3 separate regions of the Zea mays genome follow, and all the other regions are linked to region 3. The links are chromatin contacts, called in public Hi-C maps. All regions are on one chromosome and are shown on one strand. The core of a region is the stretch at or near the end of the contact, and the rest is flanking DNA. Distances in the headings are between cores, read along the strand shown.

Evidence for each region. A called contact is a pair of places that touch in the nucleus more often than the background predicts.
Region 1: a contact with region 3 is called in a Hi-C map of leaf, with 6 times the contacts expected there. The contact joins the promoter of LOC103653702 here to the promoter of LOC100273702 in region 3. A contact is called at or near these places in 12 of 25 Hi-C or Micro-C datasets (bundle sheath, ear, leaf and 3 more) and 2 of 3 datasets of contacts at active chromatin or transcription factors (leaf and seedling).
Region 2: a contact with region 3 is called in a Hi-C map of ear, with 2.5 times the contacts expected there. The contact joins the enhancer-like site here to the promoter of LOC100273702 in region 3. A contact is called at or near these places in 2 of 25 Hi-C or Micro-C datasets (ear and tassel).

What each region holds. Positions count from the first base shown.
Region 1 is chr4:134,827,291-134,830,036 of Zm-B73-REFERENCE-NAM-5.0, forward strand. It overlaps LOC103653702, which reads right to left and starts at 1,467. Exons shown (of 2, transcript NM_001320346.1): 1 at 1,296-1,467; 2 at 753-1,132. The coding sequence starts at 1,433. The coding sequence ends at 980.
Region 2 is chr4:135,221,306-135,224,005 of Zm-B73-REFERENCE-NAM-5.0, forward strand. It overlaps LOC103653707 (flavonoid 3'-monooxygenase CYP75B3), which reads right to left. Exons shown (of 2, transcript XM_008680536.4): 2 at 999-1,888. The coding sequence ends at 1,244. It overlaps LOC103653706 (zinc finger CCCH domain-containing protein 53), which reads right to left. Exons shown (of 13, transcript XM_035967329.1): 12 at 2,560-2,664; 13 at 1,988-2,395. The coding sequence ends at 2,620. Among protein-coding and RNA genes, the nearest start is that of LOC103653706, 8.5 kb to the right of the region's middle. Within about 2 kb of position 1,261, at least 11 of the 20 cell types and tissues checked have an H3K27ac peak or open chromatin away from gene starts, as enhancers often do. A contact at or near this core is called in ear, where this site is marked.
Region 3 is chr4:135,003,937-135,006,636 of Zm-B73-REFERENCE-NAM-5.0, forward strand. LOC100273702 (putative protein kinase superfamily protein) reads left to right here and starts at 1,343. Exons shown (of 8, transcript NM_001360295.1): 1 at 1,343-1,686; 2 at 1,806-1,935.

The DNA of each region.
Region 1 (2,746 bases), core at 217-2,716, 180 kb before region 3:
GATCTTTCCTCTATAGAAAATATGACAAAAACAAGTTTAGATTGGCAAGAATAAAACATTATAGGTGGAAGATGATATTAACTTATTATACTAAAGCAAATAACAGTTTGCAGTAATTATTATAACTATCAAACTATGCCATGCTGTGTTGTACAGCCTGTAATAATGTCCACTGATAATAAGTAATGGTCTTTGGACCATCAAATTTTGATGAAAATTTTACGTACAGAGGTTCAGAAAAAAGAGAATGGGGAAGATAAGACACAATGTATTCGATATTCATAGCTTCAAAGTATGCATTGCAAATAACACAGTATAGAAACTGGCCTTATTAAATTAGGGAACTCAAAATTAATGCAACCTTTTTTTTGGGTCAAGAATAGAAATTCAGCAGGGATCAATGAAAATTAATGGGCACATCCAGCAATGCACGGCAACAGACACTTTATAGTTCAACATTGTTTTTTTTAAGGAATCATCGATGTGAATGTCCAGGTTGATGATACCTGACTATCACAATAGCCGTGTGTTACTATGCCAAGTCGATATTACTAATAGCTCCATTTTTGCTCCTTGATGTCTCTTTTCTGTTGAGCGAACCAAAATCTTGTGCTACCGAATTTTCATACAGGAAGTTCCGACCAGAAAAGAAATAGAACAAAGTAAGGAACTTGACAAGAACTTATTGGTCTTGGCACAAAGAATAAAATGGAAAGAAGTAGCAGTATCTGGCACAGATAGAGGAAAGTACTACAGCGTTTAAATTGGATCGATTAATCATCTAGTAGTTTCATAGACGAGGTCCACATGACAAGGACATGCTCAAATTCCGGGAACAGACAGCAGCAGCAGAATAGGGTAACACAGAACATCTAGATAGCAGGAGCGACTCAGGGATTGCGAAATACAGACTGGGCAGTGGGGATGGCGACGCTCAAGGATGCCGGCGAAGCATGGGGGGAGCGGGGAGCCGCCTGGGTCAACCAGTCTCCTGGTCGAAGTCATCGCCATCAGACTCCTCGACGTTGTCTGCATCGTCGTCCTCCACCTCAGCGTCATACTCCTCCTTGGTGTCGCCTGTGGGCTTCCCGATGATAATCAGGTGGCTGTTGGTCTTCCGGATCTCATTCAACTGAGCGACGATCAAAGTGAAACAAAGGGAAGCGTCATCAATCACCCATTGACATCGCGTGGGCTCTGGCCAGGGCAAGGAAAGGGGACGCGAGAGGGGGGGGGGGGGGGGGGGGGGGGGGGTGATTAGAGAAGGGGCAAGGGATTGGAGAGGACCACAGCACCTTGTCCTCGAGGTCGGACTCGGCCATGGCGAGGAGGACCTCGTCCTCCTGGGAGGTGGCCGGCACGGGGAGCAGCGTGGACGCCGGGATCAGCGGCGGCGATGGCCACTGCCGCATCAGCGCCGGGAATTGCAGCATCTCTGCTCTCTGTTGCTGCCGCCGCAGGCCCGCAGCTTCGTTTTGGTTTGGGGTGACGAGTGGCCTGTGGAGCAGTCGGGCAGGACTCGGAGCGGCTGTGGCTTGTGGCGGAGGCCCTCAATTGATGAGTGCTGCTTCCTCCATCCCAAATCAAAATCCATTTTAGATTTTTAATAAATTTATACAATAATTAATAGATGTGTATGTTTTGTATATGTATTTAGATTTATCATCATTCATTTGAATATAAATATAAAAATCAAGAAATAAAATAAATATTGATTTGGGACGGAGGGAGTATTAATAAAAGGTAAGTCTAATCCATATACAGTTGTTTAGACATTTTTTTCGAAGAGCTTATTTAAGAATATAGATTTCTAAATAATCTAGTTGTCATGAGAATTTGGATCATAATATAAAGTTCCAGAAAGCACGCTTACATCTAAGATCTGCTTGCACAGCAGTTGAAGGACCCTTGAAATGGGCTCTCAACTCGACCGTTGTCGAGTCATGAAAATAGACCTATGACTCTTCACGTGCTATCGATCTCGCCAATGGGGATGAAGGAAGAGTACACCATTTCATGACCGCCGCCACCGCCATATATCTGACATCGCAGTCACACCCGGTCCTCGCCTATGTGCTGTCCCGCCTCCTATTGTTGCTTGCTCTGAGGACACCATGCTCCCCGTGGGCGCCGGAAACGAAAAACATCTACTCGATAACACACACAAAAACTGGAACTTGACACAATGTTTTATGTTGCAGACAATCTACAACATTTCAGTTCTTCTTCACATTTTATTGTAGTGAAACATGCAGGAACTGAATGCACCCGACTACCCAAGCAAACCTTGTGTCGTGCACAAATACGTGTCCATCCCCACATCGCACAACGTGTTCTCTCGGTCGCAAAATGAAACTAATCTCCCACACTAGCTAAGCACGCATGGCCTCCACAAAACTAGGGCTTATACGCATGCAAGAAACTAAATAATGCATGATTAACCAACCTAACATCTCCCCCTAAGCCTTGCACATATGTTTCATGTCGACGAGGTTGAGCATGGTTTGTAACTGCACAAACTAGTACCGCCCAAGAGCCTTCGTTAGGATGTCCACTAGTTAGAGCTTGGTGTTGATCGACTCCACCTTCACCTTGTCTTCCTCGATGCATTCTCGAATGTAGTGGTATCTGATGTTGATGTGTTTGGTGAGATCATGAAAACATGGTTCTTACTCAGCTCGATTATGGATTGTTTGTCAATGTTTAGTGTGAAGGCATTGGTCTCTTCTCCCCTGAGCTCTACAAG
Region 2 (2,700 bases), core at 11-2,510, 220 kb after region 3:
CGCTTGTGTTGCCAGCATGACTCACAAAAACATGTTTTTGTGCTTTTTAGTTTTTGTGACTAGAAGGCTGTAGTTCAGTGTACAACCGTACATGGCTTTCTTTTGATGGATGTAATATTTTTCATATTCTTTTGCATTTCAACTTTATTGTGATTTTCTGTTGCATGGCCTCTCAGTATAGAACTGTCGAACTATAATCCTTCCAAAATCATACTATTACCAAAAAGCTAAAAATGATATGTTTGATCCAGCAATGTTCTGTCTCCGTATTCCCTGTCATGGTGCACTCATTAAAACTGCAGCCCACTTTTACTTTTTACATCTGAAGAATATGATTAAGAATCTGGTTTTACTTGATTCTTGACTTGTAGATACATTTTTCTTTGTATGAGACCCCACAAACTGCGGCGACCCTGACCCGGCCACCACGCCGCCATACCCTCACAGTACTTGCATTTGTTTCATAGAAACAATCTACCGTTCCTCGCAAGATGGAAGTTTATTTTGTATTGTAAGGTTAACCTTCATTTATTTTTTTTAAATGGTGAAATTCTGGAATCAATAGTATGTGTTTGTTTGATTTGGAGTCATATGGATTATTTTTAGGCGTATTGTGTGTCTGGGGTTTGCGTTTTTTTGTTTAGTAGCATAGATGTAATTCTGTTATTTGGTGGGTCTCATCCTCCCTTTAGAGGAAAGCTTGTACTTCGGATATTCTTTTCTTTCTTATAAATACAAAGATTTACGACTCTATTGCAAGTTAGAGGTAAAAATAGTGTGTTTGTGCAAGCTCAAATCTTTTCTTATAACAGTATAACACACATTTGTATATAAGTTATTGTGGTATTATATGTTTCCGTTGCAACGCACGGGCACTCACCTAGTATCCTAATAATTTTTTTTGAAATAAACAGACAAACTTTGAACATAATTATCTCCCACTAGCCAAACACAATACACCACCCCAAACATTTGTAGTCCTTTAACTTACGCACTAAGATCCATGGATAACCACATGTTCTGAATTAACGATTTCCAGCTACAAATTTCTGGAGGCAGCCGCGGGGCGAGGGCGATGATGGCTGAGGCTGGGCATGGCCCACGGTGCGGATGTCCATATTGGACCCTTAATAGCAGAGATTAGAGTTTACACACATCAACAAGAGTGCCGAGTTGACAATTCCACGACCCATGCGTGCATGCGAGAAGGACGGGGATAGCCATCGAGAAGAGAATCCTTTTTCTACTGCGCTGCGTAGGCAGACGGCAGCAGTCTGGGCGCGGGCCGGACCATCAACGGCACGGCGCGCTGCAGGGTGAGCCCGTAGGCCTCCTCCATGTCCAGCTTTTCGGCGGTGACGCCATCGGCGAGATCCCATTCGAGCGCGTGCACCAGCGTGGCCGTCATGAGCGTGACCATGCGCAGGCCCCAGCTGAGGCCCGCGCAGATCCTCCGGCCGGCGCCGAACGGGATGAGCTCGAAGTCGCTGCCTTTGACGTCGACGCCCGCGTGCGAGCCGCCCGGGAGGAAGCGCGCGGGCCGGAACTGGAGCGGCTCGGGCCACGCCTCCGGGTCGCGGGCGATCGCCCACACGTTCACCAGCAGCGTGGTGCCGGCGGGGATGCGGAACCCGTCCACCTCGCACTCCTCGGCGGCGACGCGGGGCAGCGACAGCGGCGTGGACGGGTGCAGCCGGAACGTCTCCTTGATCACCGCCGTGAGGTACGTGAGGCGCGGGAGGTCCGACTCGGACACCAGGCGGTCGCGGCCGACGACGGCGTCGAGCTCCTGCTGCGCCTTCCTGAGCACGTCCGGATGCCGGATCAGCTCGGCCAGCGCCCACTCCACCGTGCTGGATGTCGTGTCCGTCCCAGCCGTGAAGAGGTTCTGTTTGTGTCCATATATATTACACTAGGTCTATGTCCGTGCGTTGCCACGGAAAACACATGAAATCGTTATATATGTGGTACCGCAAATCAAACAAAGTGAAAAACATGAAATATTTATACACACGATATTATAAATAAAACAACATATCATAGCAACAGTGAGAGATCCATCCATGCCACAAACGAGCATAGGAGAGAGCTGGAGTGTGCCTTTTCATCACCTTCTTGACACTGGCAGCAGCTACTAATAAACGACTACTAATTAACTACTACTACTATTATTTATGCCTACTACTCACTCACTTACTATCATATACTTATCATAGGCCTAAGAGCTAAAAAACAAACTGGACTTGTTTCTTCTCTGTTGTTGTCTTCACTGTCCCCTCCTTCTCCCACTCTGAAGAAGATTACACCTCTCCAAAGGTATTTCTTTTTTCTTTATCAAAGCTTCTCTATGCTCGGTTGATGGGGCCGGCCATCATGTAGCCATATTAGTAGTCCCCTGCGCACAACAGCCCGTTAACACACAGATTATGACCATCATGATTCAGGATCTATGCTGGCATATACATGCATCATGGTCATGGGAGCAGCAGCTAGCTTATTATTAATGGTTACAGCACTATCAGAAAGACAGGCACAAGGAAGGTTGTTGTTGACACTTACTCCCAGATTAGAGGAATGGAGGGGGGCCCTCCCCCTTTTTTGCTCTGTGCACCTCACACATCATAGCCCAATGGCTTCATGCCCAGGAGAAAACCTGGAGAAATTCTGAACGGATGTAACAACAAAAAAACAATAATCTTT
Region 3 (2,700 bases), core at 93-2,592:
CTATGGAACCCTACTAAAGCCTCTCCTACAATTTAAAACGTACAAATATAATGTAGAAGAGGTCTCATATACTATATCGATTTAGTTCAACCTCTTCTAAAACTTTTTAGGGCTCCGTCCCTATAGATAGGAATGAAATGTTGCTAGTTGTTGGAACTGTCCTGACACGTGGTTAGGTGGGTCCAACACTCAGGAGACAAGTGGGATCAGGTGCACAATGAGACAACAAGCAAAGAACTGTAGAGCTTTGTTATGCTTGCCCCATCTGTATAGGGTAGGGTATTTATAGGTGACCAGGAGGGGTAATGGGTCCCTAAGTACTGTTACACCCCTAGTTACCTGCTATATTCCCAGAATATTTCTCTCAACGAGTCATTACAATGGGTGGAGTACCGTAATCCGGTCGTACTACAAAATCTACCCGCAAGGGGGCTTACAAGTGGGCCTAGATGACAACCGGGGGGGGGGGGGGGGGGGGGGGCGGAGTCCTCGGCTTCTTCGTAGTCTCATGAAGTCTCAAGTCTCCACCTGCGTGTCGCACCCTTGGTTCAGCGAAGTCAGCGTCGGAGGCAGAGCCTCCGTGGTTCAGCGAAGTCACGTCCTTGCCTTCGCTTGGTCCGGGCATCACCGTCGGTGAAATGCCTTGGGGGAAGGGGGTGACTGGGGCCCTCTGCTTAACTCCCTTGTGAGAAGTCGTGTGAAGACTGCTATGTGTCGAAACTGAAGTACCCTTCGTCTGATGCTCATGTGTAAAAAATATTTTTTTGTAGTCGGATTAGATAGATCGAGGTCAAGTTCAGCTTCCGCCCCAACATTAGTTCCTGGTTTTCCCATAATCCTACATGCATATCCGGTGGCAGTCGAAATTAAGGCTACATGGAAGAATCAAAAGTTTCAGCCCAAAACTACCAAAGTTTGTCCATCTGATCTACTATAGAACGAAGCCATATTCGACGGAAATGTACAATTATTTTATAAAATAGTCCGAGAAAAATGAGATTGCACGTGAATTACAAGATTTTACTTTAGCCACTATATATGTTGTCGTAGTTATTTTTGTTTAAGAGTGTCACTTTAGACCTAGTTTAGATACTCTATTATTAACCCTAATCCACATGTATTGAGGTAAATTATGGTGTAACTTAAAGTAATTTACACCGTAATCACCTCAACACAGTAATCAAACAAAGCCTTACAGACGCACGTAATCGTCGTGATGAGCAATACTTGTTTTGTATTATGCCATTATTTTACATCGCGGGTATTTAGCGGTTTCTCACAGACGTTGTAAATATGGCCACAAATTAGTAGCAGCCCACTGCCCACCGAGGCAGAGTAGAAACCCCATCATGCCGCATCACGGCATCACGCGCGTGCCTTCCTCGACCCTCGCTACTGCTACTGTCTCGTCTCTTGCTCGCATCGTCTGGGGACCGCGGAGCGGCGGCGGCGTGGCGCAGCGGCACGGCAGCCTCCCCCTCGCTCCTCCTACTCCGGCTCTTCCCCTCTCCCCCTCAGCCCTACGCCCCTGCGCGGCTGCGTGACCTGCGTCCAGCCGCAGCGGCTGGTGCCCATCGGCGGCAAGTAGCAGAGCAGCAGCAGCCGCCGGCGGTCCTCCCCTCCCCCTCGGCCTCGCTCCGGCTCTCCCAGTCCCAGCTCGAGCTCCGTACTGAAGGTTGAAGCAAGGTGAGCACAGCCAGATCCATTTCTTCAGAGTAAGACTTGAGATTTTATTTTATTTTATTTTTGCATCGCGTATATAGCATAGCCAGCCGTTAAATCCTGACTCCGCCACTGGTCCCCAGGCCTCCATCTTTGAGACCCTCGCGGGCGACGAGCTCTAGTCTTCTGTTCCTGCTGTGCGAGACGGAGCACCCAAACCCAAGCTATTTATATTCGGATCTGATCTGATCCAATTACAAGTGTAGTTTACACGTACTGTGCCTACAACCTCGATTTTCCGTCTCCTCTTTGCAAAGAAGTATTGAATGTATACTGGGTATGCGTCCTAAATTAAGCTGCGTGCTTATTGTAGAAGCCGCGCATAAAAAGGTGGCCCTTCTGGAAGGATCGCGCGGGCCAAGCATGTCTATCACCATCATGAGTAATACCGGGTCGTGATGCAATGGCGTGCGCTGTTTTTTTTTCGTGATAGTTGGTTGACATGAAAAAAATTGCTGTAGTTTTGCTGGACCGCGTTCAGGCCACCCACTGGTTAAGTTTAGGTACCCTTGCATTTGCAGTGTTTATGGAATTTATTAGGCTTCTAGTACTTCATTCTTTTTTTTTTACTTCTGCTCGAGTAACATTCTAGTTCTTCTCTAGGTGGTCAGAGGTACTATCATGGTAGCCTGATGTGGAATTTAGTCTAATGTGCATGATCATTCTGTTGCATTCATTTCCGTTGATGTGCTGTGTCTTTTCTACTGAACTTGTGAATGCTTCCAGAGTAGATTTTGTCAAATACAAAGGACCTTCTAGCACACAGCCATTTCCTGCTAGGTTTTGTTAACGTGTACTAAGCTATTGTGTATTCGACAAATGCTATTTTTGGATGGTATTCAATCGCTGCTTCAAACTATAAAGGTATACCTGGGCCTCATGTACACACCATTACTTGGGCACAGGTAATAATGTTCAACCTAGAAAAACCCCATATATTTGCTGAATTCTACCTTTTGGAAATATCCAAACGTACCG